Regions from separate parts of the Mus musculus genome. Here all the other regions are linked to region 3. The links are chromatin contacts, called in public promoter capture Hi-C maps. All regions are on one chromosome and are shown on one strand. The core of a region is the stretch at or near the end of the contact, and the rest is flanking DNA. Distances in the headings are between cores, read along the strand shown. Region 1 holds the start of Prkag2 (protein kinase, AMP-activated, gamma 2 non-catalytic subunit). Region 2 holds the start of Atg9b (autophagy related 9B). Region 3 holds the start of Wdr86 (WD repeat domain 86).

The links. Promoter capture Hi-C pulls out the DNA fragments that hold promoters and counts their contacts. Capture Hi-C pulls out chosen DNA fragments and counts their contacts.
Region 1: a promoter capture Hi-C map of embryonic stem cells shows a contact between it and region 3, with 4 times the contacts expected there. The contact joins the promoter of Prkag2 here to the promoter of Wdr86 in region 3. A contact is called at or near these places in 2 of 39 promoter capture datasets (embryonic stem cells and stem cell-derived epiblast-like cells), 1 of 484 Hi-C or Micro-C datasets (embryonic stem cells) and 2 of 115 datasets of contacts at active chromatin or transcription factors (embryonic forebrain and embryonic stem cells).
Region 2: a promoter capture Hi-C map of pancreatic islet shows a contact between it and region 3. The contact joins the promoter of Atg9b here to the promoter of Wdr86 in region 3. A contact is called at or near these places in 1 of 39 promoter capture datasets (liver), 1 of 115 datasets of contacts at active chromatin or transcription factors (pancreatic cancer cells) and 1 of 9 other capture datasets (pancreatic islet).

The regions. Positions count from the first base shown.
Region 1 is chr5:25,098,092-25,102,003 of GRCm38.p6, forward strand. Prkag2 (protein kinase, AMP-activated, gamma 2 non-catalytic subunit) reads right to left here and starts at 2,551. Exons shown (of 16, transcript NM_145401.2): 1 at 1,920-2,551. The coding sequence starts at 2,033. Gm42232 (a long non-coding RNA gene) reads right to left here and starts at 1,912. Exons shown (of 2, transcript XR_880887.2): 1 at 1,762-1,912; 2 at 1-21. 2900005J15Rik (RIKEN cDNA 2900005J15 gene) reads left to right here and starts at 2,884. Exons shown (of 1, transcript NR_027851.1): 1 at 2,884-3,912.
Region 2 is chr5:24,389,536-24,393,543 of GRCm38.p6, forward strand. It overlaps Atg9b (autophagy related 9B), which reads right to left and starts at 2,608. Exons shown (of 14, transcript NM_001002897.3): 1 at 1,835-2,608; 2 at 1,669-1,712; 3 at 1,482-1,546; 4 at 927-1,088; 5 at 246-387. The coding sequence starts at 2,381.
Region 3 is chr5:24,728,895-24,732,989 of GRCm38.p6, forward strand. It overlaps Wdr86 (WD repeat domain 86), which reads right to left and starts at 1,786. Exons shown (of 6, transcript NM_001081441.1): 1 at 1,287-1,786. The coding sequence starts at 1,449. Gm42231 (a long non-coding RNA gene) reads left to right here and starts at 2,096. Exons shown (of 2, transcript XR_880885.3): 1 at 2,096-2,172. RefSeq lists an enhancer at 1,660-2,949.

The DNA of each region.
Region 1 (3,912 bases), core at 1,301-3,800, 370 kb after region 3:
GTGGGTAGATGATAGGAGCCTCTGGTCACATCAGCAAACACATGCACAAGAGAGAATGAGAACACAGGCACAGGTCACATGGTGAACAGCTGGGTGACAGTGGAGTGAAAACTGCTTTTAGTAAAGGCCGGGCCACACCAAAAACATGTCTGAGTGCCCCAGCTTGGACGCTGGTTTTCAGCATGCAGAGTGGCCTGTCAGTCCCTTAGCTGCTGCTGGACTTTGCCCTATACAGCCTTACACATTACCACTCGAAGGCAAGCACACACGAGTGGGGGCGGCTGCTCCATTTGGACTCCATTCACGGCAGCTTATTCCGAGGGCACTATTTTCTCTCCCCTGCCATCCCATCTTTTCTCCTCACCCAGCTGCCATTTGTTTGTTTGTTTGTTTATATTGAGACCTATTTGTTATCTAGCCCAGACTAGATCTCTTCCTTGCACTCTGACACCCATGTGATAACCATGAGAGCACAGCGTTTTACACTGTAAGGAGCTTTTCCGTTTACTACTTTATTTCAACCTCTCCAAAAGGTGGACAAATTGGCACCATTTTTTGAGACAAACAGGACAAGCTCAGTGGTTAAAGGGCAGCTCAAAAGGTCACCGTGAAACGGATCTTAGCAGCAATGTCTAACTTTCTATTTCAATAGTTTTAAAATGTCTTACATAGGCAATGTAATAAGTATTTTCTCAAATAAAATTCATATCCCTATATGTTTAGGTCACCGTGGGACTCATGAATTGTCCAGATGCCCAACTTTAAATTGCTCCCCAAAGTACCCCCATTAGCTGTGTGTGGGGCTCCAAGCCCCAAGACTCCACTCAGTACCACATTCCTGGACTGGAATTAAATGAAGATAGGGGCCCTGAATCTAAAAGGAAAGGCTTGGGACAAGCAATGGGAAAAGCCTAGTACTCATTCTTCAGGGTAGTGCTGGCAAGCGGTGCTGCCCATGCTGTGCAGGGTTCAGTGTAGATGCCACCAGGTATCACTGGCAGGTGGGGCTCATGGAGCTGTCCCACACTGCTTAGCATGTTCATTTGTAAAAACCATTGCTTGCTTGGTCGCTGCCAGGATGTAGCCAAGTGGGGTTTCCCTTTGGGTAAAGCTAAAGGCTGGGGTACACCTCCTGAGAATTGATCCCCCTCTACAGAGAGGAGAACAAGTGCCCTTGGGCTACCAGCTAGGGCAAACCAGACTGATGCTCAGCACTGAGCAAGCTATTCTGCATGCTGCTCCCTCCGGCTGTTTAAGTCAATGTCACCAGAGTCCAACCAAGGTGGCAGGGTATTCTGGGCTGAAGTTAGCAATAGCCCTGTATAGTAAGCCGAGAAAACCTCAAGCCCCCAAATTCCACGAGGCACAAAATATTCCTGGAGTCAAACCACGGGAATCACTGCAAAGGGCTCCAGCCGCGACTCACATGCATCCTGAAATTGGTGTGGAGGGAGAGCTATTTGGGGGTGCTGCCTCACCGTGGCACCCCGCGATATTCCCACCCACCACTCCTTTCCTCAGTCCCCGGTGGCGGCGGCGGCTCCTCAACTCACGCTTCCCCGCACTTCACAAGAGGTCCTTTTCAACAAAACAACACAACTCACCACCCCCCTCCCCAGCACCCGCACCGGCCCGATCCAGGGCTACGCCCAGTCCGCCACCAGGCTTTGCGCACCCGGGAGCGCGCTTCTCGTACTCGCTTCCCAGCAGACACCCTTGCCTCTGTCCTAGACAATCCCATAGCTCCACTATAGTACGGACCAAGATCCAATCTCGGGCTCTGCGGCCCAGCTTGGGCCCTGCCCCTCCCCCTCCCCAGCCTCCCGAAGGGACAGGAGGGACAGGACGGCGCGCGCAGAGTGTCCCTTGTTAACCGCCTAGGCGCCGCGGGAGTCTGGAGCTCCAGGGATGGGACTCACCGGAATGTGCACTCGCAGTGACCGCCTCTTCAGGCTAGGGTTCTTTTTGCCACTGCTCCCGCCCGGGCTGGAAACCTCTTTCTTCTTCTTGGTGTCCATGGCTGCGCTTCCCATAACTTTAGCTAGAAGTTAATTCCGGTGCCTCGTCCCCGGGGTTCGGTCCCCTCGCTGCCTCCCAGGACTGCTGCCGTTACACTGGAGCCACGCGCTTTTTATGACTGTCCTCCCACCCTGAAAACACCTCGTGGGGACTTCCGCGGGGAGGGCGGGTGGCGCAGGTAACACGCGGGGCTCCACCCGAGGGGCTGGCAGTCCGCGGAATGCCGGGTTGGAGCGTCCTCTTTCTCCTACGGAATCATTGGGTGCAGAGTCTCGGCCCGTGCTACTTTTGGTTACGCGTGGCAGAAGTCTTGTGCTGGGTGATAAAGTTTTCCTCCTTCTGCAAAGCGAAGCAACATTTTCCACCTCTCGGCTCCTCCCACAAATTCCCAGAGGTAGTCGGCCAGGCAGGTGCAATTAACAACAGCAATTTGGAAAACAGCCTTCTCGTGTCTGTGCCTCGATGGAAACGGTGGCCAGAGACACTTGGTAGAGAAATGCATAACCCTGGGCCGCACAATAAAGCGACAGGGAGCCTGGGACCCGGAGGGCCTCCTCTTTGGGCGAGAGGGAGGGCAGAGGGGGAAGAGGAGGTGCAAAGGCGAAGACTCGTCGCAATTGGGCTGGCGCGTGGCCGCAGGAATAAACTGTGGCGGCGGCTGGCTGGGTTCTGCGGGCCGAAGGGCGCGCCCCAGCCCCTAGGGGAGAATAGGGCAGGGCGCCCGCCCCGGGCGGCCTCTGAGCCGCGGCCCCCGGGACCCGGGGAACTGTGGGGGCCGGGTCTGGCACCAACGTAGGCTCTGGGAGCGCTGGGCGGTGGCAGGCGGCGCGCGCGTTGAACAGGAAGTGCGCGGCGTGCGGCGCCACTGTCCCACTCCACGCGGCCCACGCTGCCCCCGGGTGGTCGCCGTGCACTCTCTGTCTCAAGGTAGGCCAGCTCCGGACTCGCCAGGAGCTGATTCTGATCCATCTGGTTTTGCTGTGTCTCTGTTTAGGTCCAGCCCCCGGAAACACACACCCGCAGCCCGACCACGCCACGATTGAAGCCCCGGGTCAAAGTGGTTCGGGTGACCGCACTCGCTTCTCGCAACGCCGCCCCCCTGCGGCGTAGGGAACCCCATCCTGTCCAGAGCGGCCTGTGGCGTGGTGAGTGCAGGCTTTTCTCCACAACTTGGTTCTTTTCAGATTCATCAAAGATTGCGCAACAAACCTTGATCTTTGGCAAAGGCGCTCTGGTCTCAGTAAATGCTGAAGTCCTAAAACCACGAGAGGAAATGGGTGCGTCGGAGCCTGAAACCAGGGCGAACACGCCACGTGCTCCCGGATCTTCAGAGCCACTGGCTGCAGATCTGGTACTGCGGGCTGCTCAGGGCCCTGGTGTTCCTCCCAGGCAGCAGGACCTTGGCTTCTGGTCTGAGTGAGGGGCGTGCTTCCTCTCCTGCTCAGAATTGAATACCGGCTGACCCCAGTGATCACTCCAGCTCTTTGAAGCTAACATCAGCCCACCTGCTCCCTGTAAACAGTAATACACGGACAGTACCTATAGCATAAACGTGATAGGGGTTCCTTTGACGAAGACATGACACGGGTAAGGAGATGGCCTTTACTCCTCTTCCTGCTCTCCCACCGTAGAGGATGTGGTTACCACTTTAAGACCATGATTTAGTAAAGGACCTGTCTGTCCCATGAGAAACCCATTGCTGGGTCCAGCAATCCCCTGGATTTCCACGGTACCAGCCAAGTTCCTGCAAATTAGGTAAAACCCTACAGCTGGGGGGAAGGGGGCGATCCTTGGTTCATCAGGTAAGTTTGTATACATCCTGCTACCACACTTTCAAAACAAGAATGAAGTACACCTCCTCCCCAGAGCCCCCAACCAGTATCCCTAAGCAGC
Region 2 (4,008 bases), core at 1,358-3,857, 340 kb before region 3:
CCCTTCCTATAAACAGCCATTGTTTTTACCACCCACATGTGACTGTAAGTCACTGTCATGACCCATCGAGTGAAGGATGCTTCACACAGGTCAGATCCAAGCTTGCTAAGTGCCTGAACCTGCCTCCTGACAGTACTCCAGGCCCTGGGCAGGTATCATTCAGCTTCCATCTTTCTGTTCCTCTCAGTGGGTCTTTCCACCTGAATGGCCCTGTCCAGTGCCCATAATGTCACAAGCAGGCTTACTGGGGGAATGTGCAGGGCCTCCCTGTAAAACACCTGGATGTCCCAGTAGCTGAAGAGGTTGCAGACCGAGCGAAGCAGCTGGAACAGCCAGAAGCCAGCAGCCAGGACTAGGAGGAAGACCAACAGGGGACTGTCGTGGATCCTGCAAGAGGTTGGACAGGGAGGGTAACATAAAGGTGGGAAACCCACAGAAAGGAAACGGTCACAGAAGGGCTGAGGAGGGGTCCTCAGTGAGCCCTTGAGAAATGCCCACAAAGTTCACACTTCACAAACGACATTCATGCCCTCTGCTGTTTGTATTCTCAGTCTTCCATGGGTGTACAGTGGGCTATGTCACATCATCTTGACAGCCCATGTAGCCTGCACTTGTGCATTCCTAACCTTTAAAGATGTCCCCAAGGCTAGGAATGTGGCTGAGTAGTACTGTGCTTGCCCAGCATGCCAGGAGCCCTAGGTTTGCTCCCCAGCAACAAAAATAAACAGTTGTCCTCACCATTAATTTCTAATAAGGTAAGTAGGAATGTGACTCGTAATTCAAGGCTCTCTGAGACTCCCAGCCAACTTGGGGTATGTTTTTAAACACTGAAAATTGATCTAGGCCAAGAGGCAGTGTGGGGAGGTCCCTTTCTTCCTATCCTTTTGTGACCTTACTCCAGAGGCAGCCACTAGATTGTCACTTACTTCTCTGCACACTGGGCCGAGGGTAGAATGGCATCTGACAAGGTCACTTTGCTGTGTAATGGTCCACGTCTTGTATGGTTCTTTGGTTGGTTGTTGAAGAGAACATTGTAATCCACGCAGCGAAGGAGGAAGGTTGTAAAGGTGACAATGAAAATGAACTGCCTGAGGAAAGGATGCAGGAGAGGTCTGCTCAGGCTAGGGGCATGACGGACGGACAGACTCCTAGCCCAGACACCAGACAGGCTGCAGCTCTATTTGGCCCCCTGGCCCTTCAGAGCCCCAACCAAGCCTAAAACTGAAAAGAAGAGCTGGGGCATAGCTCAGTTGACAGAGTCTGCCTAGCATATAAAGCCCCGGATTTCATCTCCGGCACCACGTAAACTGGGTACAGTACTGTGCCTGTAATTCTAGCACATAGGAAGTGGAGGCAGGAGGGACAGGAATTCAAGTCTAGCCTAGGATACATGAGACCCTGGGTCAAAAAATCAATAAAGTAGAATAAATACTAAAATCAAGAAGAAAGAGCAGAGCTTAGGGATAGGACTGGCTTCTCACCCCAGCTGGAAGACATCCTCCAGCAGGATACAGGCAAAGCCATTCCGCTGATGATAGCTGTAGATGTGGCAAGTTTGTCAAGAAATTTGCCTAAGCCTACGGACTCTTCCCGTAGAAACTTCCCCCACTCTTCCCTGCTCCACAGTCCCCCCACCATGCCCCTCTGCATGCTGGGCACAAAGGATATCTTGGTGAAAAAACTGTCCAGGTTCTGGATGTGATGCCAGGAACCTGGGCACAGAGAAACAGTGTCAAGACTTGGCATTGTCCCATTTGTGATTAATTTCTCTATCAAACCCAAACCTGCCTCGACCCCCTAACCCACCCAACCTTCCATATACCCACACACTCACCGCGGAGTCCTTCGGGTACATGAAGCAAGGGTTGGTGGTCCTCCCCATGGATAGGGGAGTCTTGAGACCCCTCAGGGTCACAGTCCTCTAGCCGTTCATAGTCCTGCTCAGGGATCAGAGGGCCCATCCGCAGCCCAGGATGGTCCTGGGGGCGCGGGCAGGAGGGAGGGGGAGTGGCCGAGGCCAGGGGTGGGGTGGAGTGGGACCCCCACGAGGGGGAAGCAGAGGTGTGTATCATTGTGGGATGGGCCTGCGTTGAGGGTGTGGTCGGGGTGGGTAAGACATTGTGTGGAGTCTGAGAAGCCCCTGCCTCCTGAATCACCAGGCAGGGAGACCCTGAGGCCGGAGGGAACACTGAAGAGGAGCAGCTTCTTGTGCGAGGGGCAGGGGACAGAGAGAAGACAGAGATCCTCCTTCCCCCAGTTCCCCGGCATGGAGAAGCAGGCAGTGGCAGTGCCATAGGGAGCAGAGGCACTGAGCTGGGCCCCAAGTCTCCCCACCGCCCCCGTTGCCTCCTGCTCCCCCCCCACCCCGTTCGTCTCACCATCAGGCCGCAGCTTCTCTTGAGAGGTTGAAGGGACTGGACTGCTGTTGTTTCCACAGAGGTCAGTGAAGCTGAGCGGAGACTTCAACAAGGAGCAGGACAACAACAGCACTAGGTGACTCAGGCTGGGCAGGCCTCAGGCATGCCAACCCTCAGCCACCTGTGTGATCACTCACACTCCTTGCAAGGCAACCTGGGGCCCAAGCCCCATGCCTGGGACGGACACCAGTTTAGGAGGCAGGGGCTCAAGAGCTATTGGGATTAGAAGAGACACCTATGATCTCTGCTTTCAGTCCTCAAGGGCACAAGTGGCAAAGACAGGGCAGCTGCAACAAAAATAATATGCACAGAGAGCAAAATCCTATCAGAGGGCTCTAGCATGTGCAGACAAAATAGTGAAGCTCTCGTTCCTACAATTGCACTCCCATCCCTTCACACCTGTGGGCACCAGTCAGTAGAGAATGATTTAAGGCCACATGCCCAAACAGGAGGTGCATTCAGATTTCCCAGCACTTAGGAGGAGACAGAGTAGCGGGATCAGGAGACTGAAGCTGTTCTGGGCAACATCTGACCCTATCTTAAAAAAAAAAAAAAAAAAAAAAAGCTGTATATTTTCTTTCTCTGAATGAAAGAGGGCAGACTTTGTGGTTAGCCAGGAGAAAACAAGGAGTAAAAGGAAGGAGTGCTAGCCATCCTAGATTGGAGCTTAAGGAAAAAAGGCTGGTTCCTTGAGAGTTCCACTGTATCTTCCTTATCCTCTTGAACCCTGATGTACTCTCCTCCAGTCCTGACCTGGTGTCGGGGCCTCCTGAGACACGTCAGCGCAGGAAGGCAGGGGCCTTGAGAGGATAATTTGGGTGTGTGGGGATGGACTGGCTCAGTTGAGTTCTTTGTTGTTGCCTCACCCGGGAGGAGGAGGCCCAGGTGGCTGGTCTGATGGCTTGCCCAACGCCATTCCCAAGGCCATGAGTCACCAACTGCCCTACTGAAGCCCATGCCTGAGATATTGACTTATGGAGCAGGTGTCAGGGCCTCCAGCGATCAAGCCAGTATCTCAGAGGCGGAGAGGAAAACTGTGCTTCCTAGAGCATTTCCTGGAGGAGCGTGGAGGACATCCATGGAACATCCCACAGGTTTATCCCAGACTGCCTGATTTTCTTATATAACAAGAGTTCATGACTCCCATACTTTTGTGTCTAGGTAAGGTGCAAAGCTATGCTTTGTGGCAAAATGGAATCCCAAGGAAGTGGGCGTGGGGGGGTACCCCGGTGGCAGGAAATTCCCATGATCTTTCTGAGACCTCTAGAGAGAGAGAGGTTAAGTGTGGCTTTAGCTGGTACCTCCCTCTGACATTACTCACATATAGTATATACTTGCTTAAGACTACCTCTACACACATCCTTATCTCCTCAGCCCCAAACTCAAGCAAATTCTGGCTCATTGCTCTGTCTAGTTTCACTCTGCTCATTCCAGAGCATGACTTTGCGACCCTCAGCTCAAGAAAAATTGAGTCCCGGAAGCACCACCAATAAATGACAATGATACTAGTAACATAACAATGTTCAAATGTCCAGATGGATTACCAGAGAGTAAATGTGAGCTAGAAACAGCACCCCCTGGTGGACAGTGG
Region 3 (4,095 bases), core at 536-3,035:
CCTGAGGGTGATAGGAACTCTGTCTTAAGAAACCAAAATCAAGCCGGGCGGTGGCGGCGCACACCTGTAATCCCAGCACTTGGGAGGCAGAGGCAGGTGGATTTCTGAGTTCGAGGCCAGCCTGGTCTACAAAGTGAGTTCGAGGCCAGCCTGGTCTACAAAGTGAGTTCCAGGTCAGCCAGGACTACACAGAGAAACCCTGTCTCGAAAAACCAAAAAAAAAAAAAAAAAAAGAAAAAGAAAAAGAAACCAAAATCAAACAAACGGCCAATTCTAAGGTTCTCCTTGGGAGAATCCTTAGAGCTAGCCCTAAGAACCCGAACTCCTGAAAACCCCAGACAGTCTTTCCTTGGGAAGCAACATATTTTACTTAAGCTAACAGCTCTCCTCCTGTGTGAGGCCTGTCAGTGAACACTGGTTGTGTGTGGAGGTTAGAATATGGACCACTTTGTAGCCAATTCCCCATCTTCACACCAGCTCCCAAATACCTGTCAATTCAATGTTCCTCCCTTTGGAGCCATGAACTACCTTATACTGTTTTCACTTCAAACTGATAGCGTAGGAATGAAGCAGTTTTGAAGGTAACTGTTTCACTGGAAGGGCTTGGGCCAGGCCACCCAGCATTTGCTGATCAGGGAGGAAAAGCTGAAGATAAGGAGCGGTACCTGTGCAAAAACCTTGGCATGCCTCCTCTAGTCCGCATGTGCGACTGCAAAGGCCAGCAGCCGGCCAGGGGCACCCCATAATGCAGGGTGGGAGCACCCAAGACAAGGCTGGCCAGAGTGAACAGAATATGAATCAACAGGTGGATACGAAAGACACATTATGCATTTCCGTGCATGATAGTTCTCGTTTCATTTCAAATATGCAAGATAGACTTCCCTATTCCCCAGAAGTTTGAACCAATCCTCTTTCTTCTGGCCATACTTGAAATGAGGCCAACAAGGAGCTTGGGGGTGGGGAGGAGTGGGGGTTCAAGTCTCAAGGGTGCCCTTCAGCCCTGGGCAAGTCCCTAACATGGTAACACCGGTTCCGTGTAAGGATTTCATGGGACTGGTTGACAAAAGGATCTTTCATTGGGGTGCGCGCTTTGGTGCGACCCACACACTCGGGCTCCTCACGGCTTCCCGCCAAGAGCTCAAGGGCTGGGGGAGCTCCTGGATGAGCAGGAGCTAGAGCCCTACTCTTCCAGAAGGGGGCTGCGGGGCCCGGAAGAGTGAGGTCTGGGTGCGGTGCAGGTGAGCGTGAAGAGGCGGGAAAGGTCGCGAGCACGCGCGCCCATCTACCTTGAAGGAGCGCGCAGCACTGGCCGTCCACGGTGCTCCAGAGGCGGGCTGTGCCGTCCTCGCTGCCCGTCAGCAGGCGCTGCCCGTCGGGGCTCAGGCTCAGCCAGTTGATGCCCCCGCGGTGGTCCGCACAGACCCTCAGAGCCGACCCGCTGCTCCCCATCGCTGGCCTGGGGTAAAGAGGCGCTGAGCCCGGCTAGAGAGCGGCGCTCCAGCGTCCGCTCGTGGTCCTGGCCGGGCTCGGCCAGGCAATGGCCATCGTGGGGGGTGGGAGAGCGCCTCGTTCCTGCAAAGGCTCGAGGTGCGGCGGGGAACAAGGATTATGACTCTCCACCGGTGTCCTCCGCTCTCTCAGCTCCGATGCAAGGACCCAGGTGAGACCTCCCCTACTCAGAACCTTCTCGGGGCTCAGGAGGGGTGGGCGCTTCTGCGCAGAGGAGCCCACCAGGTCTGAAGCCGGTAGAAGAACCCGAGAAGCGGAGCGCGGAACAATACAATCCAGCCTGGCTCCTCCTCAGAGACCACCCCCCAACCTGTCCCCTCCCACTTTTCGGGCCGCGCGCCAACCCCCACCCCAAGACTCCCTGGTCGTCCTCCGGGAACAGAACTTAGAAGCTATCCGGGTCCCTCGTTGGGGACCGTTTCCACGTGCTTCATGTACGACCCTTCCAACTGCCTAGGCTGGATTCTGTTCCCTGTCACTCTCGCTGACCTTGTCCCCAGAGCCCAAGGCAAGAAGGAGGTGGACCGAAGAGTCTGGAGTCTTAGGAGACCCCCGATGAAGGGCAGAAGCTGCGGAACCCCGAGTACGCCCTTTCTGGGAAATAACAAGCACACCCCAAATTCTACTTGGGCCAGGCTGGATCCTGGCCGTTGGGGGTTGGAGGTAAGACCAGAGGTCAGGTTCGCCCTTCCACCCATCACCACCCCACCCCCAGCTGGGCGCGCGCCTTTGAGGTCCCACTGAGCTCTGCAGGAATCCTATACCCAGCCCGCAGCCCTCCCGGAGCTCAGTCGGCTGGTTCCTATTAGAGCAGTTCCGGGTGCTGACTTTGCTGGGGGCGGGGAGGGTGACCCCCAACTCTGATCCTCCAGGTCCTAAAGATCGCAGAGTTTCTCGAACCCTCCAGGGCTCTTTTTGGAGTCCAGAAAGAAAGGCTGGAAAGAGATGGTTTAGAGGAGGCGGCCCTCGGGGTGATGTGATGACCTGCCTTAATCACTCTGGATGACCCCATTCAATTCCAAGAAAACCCCAGAATGGGTCCCGCGGCACAGCCGGCTTCATTCCCCGAGTGGCAGTGGCGCAACCAAATACATGGGCTTTTTTCTTTCTCCAAACTCTCAATCAGCTTAGGAGACACTGAGGAGCCAGCTGAGGGTGTTAAGGAGTGTTTTGATGGGATCTGGAATGTGGAGCTGGTGAGTACAGGAAGGGTAGAGGACTCAGGAGCCAGAGTGCCCACTAAGGGCCCATCCTGAGTTCATCTGGTACGCTGACCTTTAGAAGGCATTTGCATCATCCCGGTGCGAAGACTGGTGGGTAGCTGGCTGCACAGGAGAGCTCAGCGGGAGTAGGAGTGTGTGAGCAGTGGGCACCCTAGAGCAAGCGTCCTGCATGCTGAGGTGTGGGATAAGGAAACTGAGACTGCTCACCTAGAGAGGAGCCAGAGGATGCAGGGACCTGCATTCTCAGGAGGAAGACTTGTAAAAGATTTTAGGGAACAGCCAGGACTAGGTGGCATGAACACATTCACAGCCTCGAAGAGCTTGGCCAGCAGTGGGTCAGGTAGGGCAGCTACATTTCCAAGGGGTCACGTGGTATGTGTTATGAATATAATGCAGCGGCAGGAGTAGGGGGTCCCTGGCAGTCTCATACCAAAGTGTACCCCTGAGAAAACACACTACGAGACAGACATGGTATAAGAGAGGTTTATTTAGGAGGAGGCGAGGGGAGCTAGGACCTGGAGGAGGGGTAGAGGCAGACAGAGCCACAAGGCAGAGAAGTGGAGACAAAGGACAGAAAGAGAGGCCAGCAGGGAACACATGGGAAGAGAGAAAGAGCGGGGTGAGGGAGTAGAGGTAAGAGTCTCTTACAAGCTGCCAGGCCACCCGCTGATGATGACTTGACTGTTGCTAGGTCCCTGGCAGAAGTCTAGTGTAATTGTTTGTAAACCAATAGTATGAGCACAATGGGACATCTACACTTGTGGTTTGCCCTCTACTCCCCAGAAAACCACCTGTGCGTCCTCAGCCCCTTAGCCACCAATCCCAGAGCCCACAGATTATAGTCAACTGCCTCCATCCAAGATGAAGAGTTCTTATCATTATCGAATCCTCATAGTCGGGCACATCTTTGGATGTTAGAAACAAGTTCAAGGTGACAAAGAAAAAGACCACCATTCCAACCAGAGAGTCCAGACAAGTCAGACTTTTCTCAGAGAGTGTGCTTAGGAAGAGCTTGCACATCAAGACAGGAAGTACAGCCGGGTGGTGGTGGTGGTGCACGCCTTTAATTCCAGCACTTGGGAGGCAGAGGCAGGAGGATTTCTGAGTTGGAGGCCAGCCTGGTCTACAGAGTGAGTTCCAGGACAGCCAGGGCTACACAGAGAAACCCTGTCTCCAAAAAAACCAAAAAACCAAAACAAAAAAAGACAGGAAGTACAGTTGGTTTCTAGTCTAACACTGCTAGAGTCTCCTTTCCCCCACTGGCTGCCGCTGACCTTACCTGGCTAGTCTGAAAGAACTGGCTCATGGGAAATGACAGAGGAAGGGGAAGAGGTCACTGCTCCTGGCAAAAAGGGGTCAGTGC